Linked DNA regions of Mus musculus: region 1 is linked to region 2. A link is a contact called in public promoter capture Hi-C data. All regions are on one chromosome and are shown on one strand. Each heading gives the region's core, a stretch centred on a gene start, on an enhancer-like site or on the middle of the called end of the contact. The rest is flanking DNA. Distances are from core to core; before and after follow the strand shown. Region 1 holds the start of Lcn15 (lipocalin-15). Region 2 holds the start of Noxa1 (NADPH oxidase activator 1).

Region 1 (5,749 bases), core at 2,636-5,135, 550 kb after region 2:
ATTGAGAGCTGCAAAATACACTCAGATTCAAACTGCCTCTGTGTTTGTTTCTGTTTGTTACCGCTGAATTCTTACCCATTCAGCTTTCGAGGACCCTCGTCCCAGGAACCCCCATACCCGACTGGGGTAGTCCATGGCCTAAGTTCTTATAGTTCAGGTTACTGCCCAGTCCCACGTGGACCTGTTCCCAGTGGGTCTGGGGATAAGACTTTGTGCACCCATAAAATCACCGTCAATCTGTTGTCTACACCTAAGTAATACAGTCCTTTGCTGTCAACCCAGAGGCTATTTTACAGAAAACACTTGCTGAGGCTCTTCAGGTCCAAGTGTCTCCACCCTCTGGTCCTGAGCCCTGCCTGCTGACCTTCTGTGGAGAAAGGTGGCTTGTTCAGCTCTTCACTGAGGAGATGAGCCATAGTATATATTGGAGGTCCTGTCATGACCTGTTCTGGACACCAAGAAGAGGGTGCAGGGGTTCTGACTGGCAGGGCTAGTGGTCGGGGTCTGGAACATCATCTGCTCCGAAGGACAAGGAAGATGTTGCTGCCACATGTGTCCTGTCAGCAGCAAGCGCTACTGTGCTAGAGACCCTAGACTTCAGCAACAGCAACAGTAGGCAATCTATCTATCAATCAATCTATCTATCCATCCATCTATAATCTATCTATCTATCTATCTATCTATCATCTATCTATCTATCCATCCATCCATCTATCATCTATCTATCCATCCATCTATCATCTATCTATCTATCTATCTATCTATCTATCTATCTGTCATTCATACTCTTCACATGTCAGATCATGAATTAGGGACTGGGATCATGAAAATTCATTTTTAGGTCTGTGGTATGTGTGTGTGGGGACACAGAGAGAGACAGAGACAGAGAAATTATACAGAGTGCATCTAGAGTGAATTTATTGCTCACCTTCCAGATGCTTTAAGCTCCTGAAGCCATGACAGACCCAACCCTGCACTGTGAGTCACATGCGCCCTCTCTCCTTCCTGAAGTTGCTTTTGTCAGGTTGCAGCTGTGGGAAACCTCCAGGTGAAATGGCACACAAGGAAATGATTTCACTTGCTTTGCAAACACTGAGACAGAATTTACAGACAGTAGGATTTGCCTACCTGGGTCCAGAGATATGGATAGGGTCATGGAGGCACTGCTCTCAGGCTCCCAACAGCTCCCACCTCCAGCTCTCAGGCTCCCAACAGCCCCCCCCCCCCAAGAGCTTCCTCACACTTCTCTCTCCAACCCTTGACATCAGCAAGCCATGTTCAGTCCCTGTGGCTTGGCCTATTCTAGAATGTCATACAAAAGGAAAAGGCAACTGCAGACTTCTCAAAGTGGCTCCTTTCCCTCAGTAGAGTCATTTGAGATGGTGTGATGGCAGGTTTTATGTGTCAACTTGACACAGCTGGAGTTATCACAGAGAAAGGAGCTTCCCTTGAGGAAATCCCTCCATGAGCTCTGCTGTAAGGCATTTTCTCAATTAGTGATCAAGAGTGGGAGGGCTCACTGTGGGTGGTGCCATCCCTGGGATGGTAGTCTTGGGTTCTATAAGAGAGCAAGCTGAGCAAGCCAGGGGAAGCAAGCCAGTAAGCAGCATCCCTCCATGGCCTCTGCATCAACTTCTGGTTCCTGACCTGCTTGAATTCCAGTTCTGACTTCCTTTGGTGATGAACAGCAACATGGAAGTGTAAACTGAATAAATCCTTTCCTTCCCAACTTGCTTCTTGGTCATGATGTTAGTACAGGAACAGAAACCCTGACTAAGACAGGTGTCCATGCTGCCACGTTTGCCACATTGATATGTTGACACATTGCAAGGCTCCCTACATTTAGTTTTGAGCAGCTTCTGCCACAGGGATGAACTACAGTGTGGTCGCTGTGGAGGGCATCCAGCTGTTCTACTTCTAGGGATTGTTAATAGGCAGTGTACGTTGGTTTGTTGTAAACCTAAATTCTTATTTCTTTTTGGTAAACTCTCTGGGAGTGCTGCTTTTGGACTTAGGGGGTTCTCATGGCATGTTTTCTGAATGTGACCATCTTGCTCTCCTCGGCAGCATGGGAGGGGGTCCCACTTTCCTCATCTTCACCAGTACTGGGCATGTCTTAGAAAGCTTTAACCATTCTGATATATGCACATCTGGCTCTCAAACCGATGTATACTTCTATGTCTCTGATGATTGACAATCGGCATCTTGTCCTCTGATCATTTCCAGTCTGGATATCTTTTTCAGTGGAAGGTCTTTTCAACTCTTTGGCACACATGCATGTGAATGTATTGTGTATACATTACGTGTGTGCACATATTTATGTATGTACACATGCATTTGTATGTGTGTGCATGCAGAGCCCAGGGGTTAAGGTTGGGTCTCCCCACCTTGTTTTTTGAGGTCGGATCTCTCGTTGACTCTGGAGCTCACTAATGTGCCTTGGTTGGCTAACCACGGAGTTCCAGGACCCACCTGCTTCTGCCTTTCTGGTGCTAGGACTATAGACCCTCACTGCTGTGTCCAGTTTCCCATGTGGACCCTGGGGATCCATATCAGGTCCGCATGCTTATGTGGCAAGCACTTTACTGACTGAGCCCTCCTCAGCCCTCAGATCTTTTACCTTTTTTGATGACATGCTGTTGGCTTGCTTTTTATTATTGAATCTCCAGAGTTCGTCATAGTGTCTGACTTCAGTCCCTTGGTTATCTTTTCCTGGAAGGCTTTATCTGCTCCGTCCTGTGACATTGGTGACACATGAAATGTCTCAGAAGTGTCAAGCCCTTGGCCTTGTTCCTCCATCTCTTAGGGTCACCGAGGGTCTTTCTCTGATCCAATGCTTTGTCTGCAGTGCCCTGGATGACTTATGGATCTGGTCTCTCTAATGGACCCTGAATTCTGATTAGAGGGTTCTGGGTGGTGTGCTTGGAGGCCAGGGTCCATAGGTACTCTGTGGTGACAAAGGTCACTTAGACCTTTCCTGGTTCTGGCCTTCACCAGTCCTGTGCCTCCCTGATGTCCATTTCCACATGCACACTTCTGAAACTAGTGATAAGGTAGCCATTGTTACCATAGTCCACTTTAAGTGCTGCCCAGCCCCTCCTGCTTGTAGGAGACCCAGCTGGTGGTAACTGGAGGGAGGCTGCCTCAGGGCTGTCTCAGAGCTGTGCTGGTACAAGCTGTGCCCCAGGATGAGGCCTAGAAACAAGCCCAGAAGTGATCCCAGCTCAAAGTTGGATATGAGAGAGAGGCAGGGAGGATCAGATAGTGGTAAGTGGACCCAATATCCTAGTGGTAAGCATGGTAGTACTGCCAGGGCAAACCCAAGCCTGCCTGTTTCCCAGCATCTCCCTGTATCTAGACAGGCTAGCAGATGGACAGAGGTGTGTGGGATCTATGTCCTGACCATGTGAGAGAGCCTTTGCCATCTCTGTGACCTGAGTTTCGAAGGTGCCTTCTTCTCATCCCCCAAAACCAAACCCAGGGTTGTGTAGGTCTATAAAGCCGGTGCCACTGGGGCTGGGTGACTTGGGTACCAGGGCTGGCGAGCAGGTGTAGGGATGGGGCTAGTCCCGCTGAGCTGGATCCCAGTCCTTTCTGAGGCTCAAGCTTCTGAGCTCAAGTACGGCTGGGGTCTTACTGCAACCCAGAAGGTACTAGGCCTACCGCTGTGCCCAGGTTGGGACGGACCCAGCTTCAGCTGAAACTAGTCAAGGGAAGCTTTAGACCCAGGCACAGGCCATTTGTGGGCAACTCTGCTGTGAGAAATAGAGGCTCAAGGTGATCAGTGGTACCATCTTGGCAGAGACTCTCACTGTGCAACCTCACACAGGCCCCTGCTTCTCTGGTCTTTGGCTTGTCCCTGGGTTTCTGGGCAAGGAGGTCCACATGAAGTTACTGGCCTGTAGTCACAGAACCATCCTGAAGTCCGCAGGTCTCTGGTGTGTCATTGCCATGGCACCCTACTGCAATGTCTTCCTGAACACCAAGGACAATGTGCTGATGTCCACCAGAGCTGTCAGTGCCTTTATGGAGGATGACCTCCATATCCTCATGGGGTTCGTAGCCTGTGGGCCGGCTGGCATGAAAGGGGCCAAGTACTCCAGCAGGGAGTAATGGCTATATCCCTCCAGGGTAATGGCTGTAAGTAGGTTGATGGTTAATACCTGAGGATAGGATCCAAGGGGGGCACTTCTGAGTTCCAGATAGGTCTTATTGGGGATCAGGAAGCCTTCTGGGAGTGTAATAGGTTGGCCTAACACTGCTTGTATTCTAATACTACGTTCTGGCCTTCAAGATTTGGAGTCAGCTTGTAGCTTCTGGGAATCTTCCCCCAGTTCATTCTGATTGGTAAATAAAGATGCCAGCGGCTAATAGCTGGAGAGGAGAGGCATGGGTGGGGTTTAGGGTTCCCAGACTTGGGACTGGGAAGAGGAGGAAGGAGGGAGACTCAGAGGTCGCCATGAAAGGTAATAAGGTGTAGGAGGGAGAAGCAGAACTGCCATGTAAAGGGGCCAAGAGAACATGACCCAGAGGGCAGCTCAACTGGGTCAAGAGCAGCCAAGATGGAACATGGAAATAGTACATAATAACTTGGGTTTATTGATAGGAGGTAGATTCTAACAGCATGAAGGTTAGGCAGTTGCCTAGCTATTGTGTTGCTTAAGGCATATTAAATTTAAAGGCTGTTTGTGTGTCTCTCATCTGGCAACATAAACCATTGAGGAGGGTAGTAACCCTGTACTGGGCTTTATTTAAACTATTGTAGTGCATGGAAGCATCTGAGGGGCTTTCATCAGGGACCCCTGAAGAGAGCCCTAGTCCATATACACATTCCCTCTCCAGTATCTCACTTGTGCGGTATAGCAGGGGTGGATCCAACTTCTGTCCACATCTTTGCCACCTCTGCCACTTCCTATCCAGTCCTGGACTACCTGGATGTGTGCACCTCTGATACTGATTGTAGCTCCTTCGCAGTGGCCTATATCAACAAGAAGCTGGAAGACATGCTTAGCACCATGGTACAGCTCTACAGTGAGAAGTCTGCATTTCCTGTATCCCTGATCCCACCTCACCTCTCTGTGTCCCCACCCCCATTCAACCCACTCTTTTCCCCAGAATCCCCCTCCCCTCTGGCCCTATCCAGCTTCTCCTCACTCCTTCCTTGCCCCCTCTTTAGGTAATGCTTGGGATTGTCCCACATCTCATCCCTTAAGACTTGCTCCTCCCTTTTCCTTACCCCGATCTCATCCATCTGGGACAGGTTGGCTAGAACAGGCGTGGTGGATGGTAGGTGGAGATGGGTGGCAGTAAGTAGCTCCATCTTTTTTTTTTTTTTTGTAAGGATCTTTGGTTTATTCCTGATGTTTAATCTTTATCATAAAGGCAGAAACAATTAGTATTTGGTCTTGATGGAATAAAATTTACCCACCATTTTCTCTGTAGTGTATGCTTTTTGGTTTTTTTTTTTTTTTTTCCATTTTTTATTAGGTATTTAGCTCATTTACATTTCCAATGCTATACCAAAAGTCCCCCTTACCCACCCACCCCCACTCCCCTACCCACCCACTCCCCCCCTTTGGCCCTGGCGTTCCCCTGTACCGGGGCACACAAAGTCTGCGTGTCCAATGGGCCTCTCTTTCCAGTGATGGCCGACTAGGCCATCTTTTGATACATATGCAGCTAGAGTCAAGAGCTCAGGGGTACTGGTTAGTTCATAATGTTGTTCCACCTATAGGGTTGAAGATCCCTT
Region 2 (6,564 bases), core at 2,782-5,281:
AGGCTATCTTAAACCCTCTCTGACAGGCAGATAAACTCACACAATGCTGTGACCCCACTCTTCCTTCATCCTGGAGATGTAAGCACATAGCAGACTTAGCTTTGCTACAAGGAGAGAAACCTACCTTCTCTTCCTACTGCTGTGTTCCAACTGTTTCCTCTGGCTCAGCTATAGGTACTGCTGAGCCAAACCCTTTCCCCCTAAACCGTCTGTCACCTTGTCATGACCTTCAAGTATATTCTTTTTTTATCTGTTTTTGGAGCCCTGGATTTCAGGGATCCAAAAGTCTTTGGCTGGACAGAACGCCTCATTCTGCATGGCTGACCATGACAGCAACACCAACATAAAGGTGACAAGCCCTGGCAGACTCCAGACTTCACCCTAGGACTCCAGTCAGGACCTCAGACTACATTATAGGGCCCTTATTGCAAATCAGGGCCATGGCAGAGCCTTAGACCTTTCATAAACCCCAGACCCACAGAGAGCACCTCTAAGCTCAGTGACACTGCTTGGCATGGGACCTCTGCACAAGCCAATGCTCACTTACCTCCCAGGCTTGCAATTTGAAGTTCAGACCCAGTTGTGTGTAGTCAATGACAGCATTGTCCCTCAGCTGTGCCAGGGCCAACTGGAAGTCAGACACAGCCTCCTGGAACCTGTGGGCATCAGGGGTCTCTCAGTAGCTACAAAGGAGTTGCTGAACCTCTGAAGGGTGTTTTGGGATATTCCACCCATCTTTCTCTCTGTGTCAGCTCTGGGAGACCTGGAGGCAATAGCAGTCACCTTCATGGGTACTCAAGTCCAGAGGAGTGTGCTTAACTGAAGTTTACTGTCTAATTCTGCTTGGCCACTTGAACACCTACTCTCTGCACCTGACAGGGGACCATGCCTATATCCCCAAACCCCTTCTAACTGTTCTGGTCATTTCTTTCCTGCCCCTTAGGCTCTAATCTTATGAGGCCTTCACTAATCTCTGAACTTCCAACTGTGGATGAAATCTCTGTCCCTAACCAGATATTCCACTTTCCCCAGTCACCCTTCCTTGGCACTGGGGCCTGTAACCCTGATTATCTCTCCTCCCTTCCTCCTCTTGGAAGCTGGGTAGCCATGGGTATCTTGGGATAAGCCCTGGTTTTCACATCTGCAAATTGGCTATAAATACAGTGACCTTACTATTACAGACATAGGGAGAGAGCCAGGGATGTTGAGAAAGTACTATAAATTTTGACAGGGACAAGAGGCATGTATGGGGGCCCCAGGCTAACCAGAGCATTCTCACTGAGGCTGGAGGGGATCTAGGTGCAAGCATGGGTTTGCAGAGACAAAGAACCATCCAATAAGGAACAGGGGATACCGCTGTGTTCTCACCTCTGCAGCTGGAAATTGGCCACTCCCCGCTGGAGGAAGCCAACAGCCATGCAGGTGTCCTTAGTCACTGCTTGGTCAAATGCCTAGGGACAAAAATGTGTGTGGAACACTAAACTCAGTAACTGAGGAACCCAAAGCCACAAACATACATGGAAATGTATCAACAGCTGAGGACCACTGTCCAGTTAAAGCCTGGAAAGTGTGTTACTGCATAGATTTCTCAGCTGCCCCAAGCACCTCACAACAGACTCAGGGCACAGCCCCATGGCATAGAAACCCAATTCTTCCACAAGGAGCACAGAGCTAGAAGAAAACGCCCCCCAGTATCAATAAAAGTCATCTCTGGGAGACAGGACTGTGTAAATTTTGGACTTTAAAAAATCTCTTTGCAGGAGCTAGAGAGGGCTGCTCTTCCAGAGGTCCTGAGTTCAATTCCCAGCAAGCTCATGGTGTTTCAGAACCATCTGTAATGGAAGAACTCACATACATAAAATCCATTAATAACTGTTTTTAAATCTCCTTTGGTAGTTCCCACGAAACGGCACACAAGTGTGTGGATTAGAATCAGAACACAGAAGTCTTCTGTACACAGGCACCTGCTGCGGTTTCCTACCACCTTGCCTGGCCAGGCGAGGGCTGACTGTGAGCTGGGTCTGACTTTGAAGCTTTCTCATGTCCAGGAAATGGCATGGCTGCTCACAGATCCATCCAACACTACAGCTTCACACCGACACGTTCAAGTGCAACCTCGTGAGACCTGTACACTTAGATTTCCTTATTGCAGTCAGTTATACCACCCACTTCTCAACGTTTCCAGGTCTGGCCAGTGTGCCTGTGCTTGTACACAAGTAAGTTTTATTGACTCAAGGCAGTGCCTCTTCTTCTTCTTATGATAGAGCATTTCAAACTCTCTAGTTACAGTGTGAGGAGGGGAGCGTGGGACTTACTCACTGTTGAACCAGCTGGTAACAGATCATTACGTTCCCTTTCCTGAACAATAACCTTTTTGTTTTTTGGTTTGGCTTGGTTTTGGTTTTTAAGACTGAATTTCTCTGTGTAGCCCTGGAACTGGAACTTTCCTGGAACTCACTTTGTAGACTAGGCTAGCCTCAAACTCAGAGACCTGTTTGCCTCTGTTGGCTTCAAACTTCAGATGTGCAGAGCCTACCTCTGTCTCCAGAGGGATTAAAGGCAGGCATCACTATTCGTGGCTCAAACAAAACCCTTCTAATGAAGAAACAATAGGTACAGATAAATATGTAAGACGTAATAGAAGAGAGCTGGCAAGATGGCTCAGTGGGTAAGGATACTTGCCACCATGCCTAATGACCTGCGTTTGATCACTAGGTTCCACATGGGAAAGAGAAAACTGACTCCCACAAGTTTCCTCCTGATTTATACACACATGTAAATAAATAAATAATTAAGGCTTCCAGAAAGAAATAATAAAGAGACCATCTCCACACAGCCCAGGTTTCTGCTCTCACCCTTGGTCTTGGGTGTCTTTGCTTTCCATCTGTGGTGTCCAGGTAGGTCTGCGTTGTAGGCAGAGTGCTGAGGGCTTCTATCATACACCCAGGAATGGTGAACATGAAGGGGGGATGCCCTGATGCTCACTCTACAGTGTGCTCCCCTGAGTAGGTCTGCTTTGAGAAGCAGGTGGAGATTCATGTGAGTGCTCACTCAGAACCGGAATGACAGACTGTGTGCCACCATCCCATCACAAGCATCTGCTGAAATGCACACTATCAGAGGACGTGCAGAGCCCCTGACTGCTCTGACCCAGCCACCAGCCTGCCTTCGGGTATGCTCCTTCCTCAGTCCTGAGCACCAGAGAGCCTGGGCAGGCCAGGTCTGGTACAGTTGCCGCATTTGGCTTATATGGCTATAGAGACTGAAGGCGCCCTGCTTCCCATTCTGGTCTCAACAAAAAGAGGGGTCTTCTAACCACAAAGCTCCAACCTGCCTCAGGCAGGCACTAAGAGAGGACATTAGTTGAACAATCTCTACGTAAATGACAGGGTAAAGGGCAGGGATTCCTCCCCTTCTTCTATGTTGACTATAAGGTGCGGAAGAGCGTCTTTTTCCAGGATGCCCATTGGAAGATAAGGTTTTATGTTCGCAGTCACATCTTCATCTGCATTCCCCTAAAGCCTCCACCAGGGATGTGAGAGGGGAATCTGTTATCCAGTCCTGGGGTGCTTACCCGCAGCGCAGCCTCGGGATCCCCTGCCATCAGATGCACACAGCCCCTGTTAAAGTACATCCTAGCCAGCGGCTCTCGGACATCTGAGAAGAAGCACAGCGCAGAGTCCCAGTCTTCGCGTGCCACGGCCAGCACACCCCGGTGCCAGTCCCGTATCTGATCCCCTAGAGAGCTCATGGAGCGGGGACGCCTGCTTTGAGGCGAAGGAAGTTAGCGATTCTAGCTGGAGCGCGTGGGACAGGAGGAGGGTGCCCCACAGAAGCTGGGAGGCCGTAGGCCAGGGCCAAGGGGACCGGGACAGCAATGAGAAGCAGCTGGTAGCAAGACAACTGGAGTTGTGACAGTCGGTCCTTGAAACTGAGTAGATGGCCCAAGGCTTAGGCCCCTCTCTCACGCCCCGCCTAGAACTACTTAAACAAGTCCCTAGCACTGAGGAGAGGGTCTATGATCACATAGCCACACCCCTGCATTCGTCAGGCCTATCTGTCCACTCCCTGGCTTAGCTCAACGCCAATGAAACCACGGTTATCTCAATATGGACACGCCTTCTCCACCTCCTAGTTCTTGCCAGGAAGCAGGTGTGAGCACGCCCCTTACTCAAGCCAAGCCCACACCATCTTTTTTCTGGCAAGTTCAGAACTTCAGTGTGCCCTAGATGGGCCCCCGACGTCTATTATGCAAAACTGCAGAGTGTTTGGGGAAACCCCGGGGAAAGTGCTGCACGACCGGGCCAAGGTTCCGGGGTCAGTATGGACGGTGCATTGCAGAGCTGCTTGCTCAGAGGTCAGCGTGGTCAGGCAAGTGGGCGGCCTAAAGGAGAAACAATCTAAAGGCTGGTAGAGCTCGACCTCCAGACCCGCCTCTTCAGAAGTGACCGGGTGGGCTTGGAGACTCTGGAGCAACAAGATGGGCCGGACTGGATGCCATGTGGCTAGGCCTTAGAAGCCGGATTGGGGCCTCGGAGTCAGGTGTATCGGTCGGTGGTGGGGCAGCCCGCGAGGGCTTTCTCCACTAGTGGGCGCTGGCCTGGCTGCTACTCTCCCTTGCGAGTGTGGCCATTGGGACTGAGTCTTCTACACTGCTCTCCAGGTGGATCACAGCTATCCAGAAAAACTAGCGGTTGGACAGGGATTGTGTCTTGTATAGACAGGTGGGGCAGCCCAATGTAGACTCTGCAGGACACCCAGAAGTTGATGTCCACCTTCATAATCTTGCTCGAATAAGGCCCATCCACAGTATGGGAGTCATGTGCCTTCCCCAAACTGCTGATACCAACATTAATCTCTACTGAAGTTTTCTCCCTGACATTTGGGGCACCATGGCTTGGCAGGGTTGACACATGAAATAACACCACAACACCCAATCCAAGTAGCTAGGCTCAGCTGTATCGTGGGCTCATTACCCTTCCTTGCCTGGTTGTTGATCCCCTGTACTCAGAGTCACAGCTGATTCTCCTTCCTGTGTGACGCAGGACAGCTAACTTTTCATTCCTCCATACGTGTAACAATGGCAGCAATCAATTCTGTCCTACGAAGGCTTTTCTGAGAGCTGAATGAGATCTCATAGTGTCAGCAAACAGTTGGTGCTCAGCAGTGCTTGTCATCCTGAGTTCCCAGGGGCTGTGTCCCTTGGCATTTCTCTATGGGCTGAGTTTCCCTAAACTGCTGCCTGGAGTACGTGGATGTTGCTAACCTGACTTCTTTAAGTCCTAGTGCAGCCATTCTGCCCCAATACCCAGATCTTGTATTGTCTCCGTGCAGGCTGGTCACTTTCCCTTGTTTGGCTCCTCTCCCTCTTGCTACTCACTGCCCCTTCCTGGAAGCCCAGCCTAAACTCTATCCCTGCCTTCCCAGCCCCATCTGCCCATTTTCTTTTCCATAGGTCAGAATTCTTTCTAGAATGTTCCATAGCCCATATGGTGGTTTGAATGAAAATGACCCCCATATTCTCATACATTTGAATGCTTGGTTCCCACTTGGTGGAATTGTTTGGGAAGGGCCCGGAGGTATTTCCTCAGTGGAGGGAGTATGTCCCTGGGGATTGGACTTTGAGGTTTCAAAAAGCCCACACCATTCCCAATTAGCTCTCTTGCTCCCTGTTTCATGCTTGTAGATCAAAACACACACTCTTGGCTACAACTGTAGAGCCACATCTGCCTACCTGCCACCATGCTCCTGCCCTGGTGGACATGGACTCACTCTTAGAACTGTAAGCCCCAGATCAATTTTTTCTTCTCTAAGTTTCCTTAGTCAAGGTGTCTATACAGCTATAGAAAACTAACCAAGACAGCCCATTTTCTTATGTTGCATGGTGTAGAACATGGTCCCAAGTTCTACAAGGAATTCCTCCTGTTCTCTGATGAACCCCAAGTGTCAGCCACAGTGACTTTCCCCTGAGCATATATGATGTGCTCTCCATACATTGGTTTGCATGGATCACCATAATGGCCAGGTAGTTTATGTTTAAGTAGACAGGAACCCTGTTAAGTCTTGGTGTGCGGTCCAGAGGTACGCCAGTTGGACAGACACATGCTTTTGGCTCCATGTAGGTCCATAGCCCTTGTTTGACTGGCATCTGAGTGGCAGGACATCCTCTGGGAATGATTTCAAATTCACTGATGATTCTTAAAGGAAGGTGGATTATAGAAGTTAGATGCTATACAGGCTCTTATCTCCATGTTTGCTGAAGGGTCCAAGGGAACTTCTATACCAGCTTGAAAAGGTCATGTCTGAGGGCCAAGCCTCAATTTCCTTTTAAGAGAGGTCACTCAAGAAAGTGAATTGGACATGGGGTCATTTACCCTCTCCTCCTCTGGCCTTGCAGGATCTAGAGGGGAGGTGGGGTGAGCAATGGAAGGGTACCCGAGGATTCTCCTTTGTGTACATGAGCCAATGCTGTCCCGGGAGCACAGGTGTGGGCCAGACTTTCCACAGAGGGCCAGACAAGTGTGGGTGAAGCTGTCGGAAAGTAAGATCTGTGTACTGCAAATG

What was found. Promoter capture Hi-C pulls out the DNA fragments that hold promoters and counts their contacts.
Region 1: a promoter capture Hi-C map of stem cell-derived epiblast-like cells shows a contact between it and region 2, with 2.5 times the contacts expected there. The contact joins the promoter of Lcn15 here to the promoter of Noxa1 in region 2. A contact is called at or near these places in 4 of 39 promoter capture datasets (cranial neural crest, embryonic stem cells, pre-B cells and 1 more) and 1 of 115 datasets of contacts at active chromatin or transcription factors (pancreatic cancer cells).

What each region holds. Positions count from the first base shown.
Region 1 is chr2:25,640,259-25,646,007 of GRCm38.p6, forward strand. It overlaps Lcn15 (lipocalin-15), which reads left to right and starts at 3,886. Exons shown (of 3, transcript XM_006498514.1): 1 at 3,886-4,066; 2 at 4,843-5,176. The coding sequence starts at 3,886. It overlaps Gm35630 (a long non-coding RNA gene), which reads left to right. Exons shown (of 4, transcript XR_866052.2): 4 at 1-3.
Region 2 is chr2:25,091,174-25,097,737 of GRCm38.p6, forward strand. Noxa1 (NADPH oxidase activator 1) reads right to left here and starts at 4,032. Exons shown (of 12, transcript NM_172204.4): 1 at 3,575-4,032; 2 at 1,369-1,451; 3 at 548-656. The coding sequence starts at 3,751.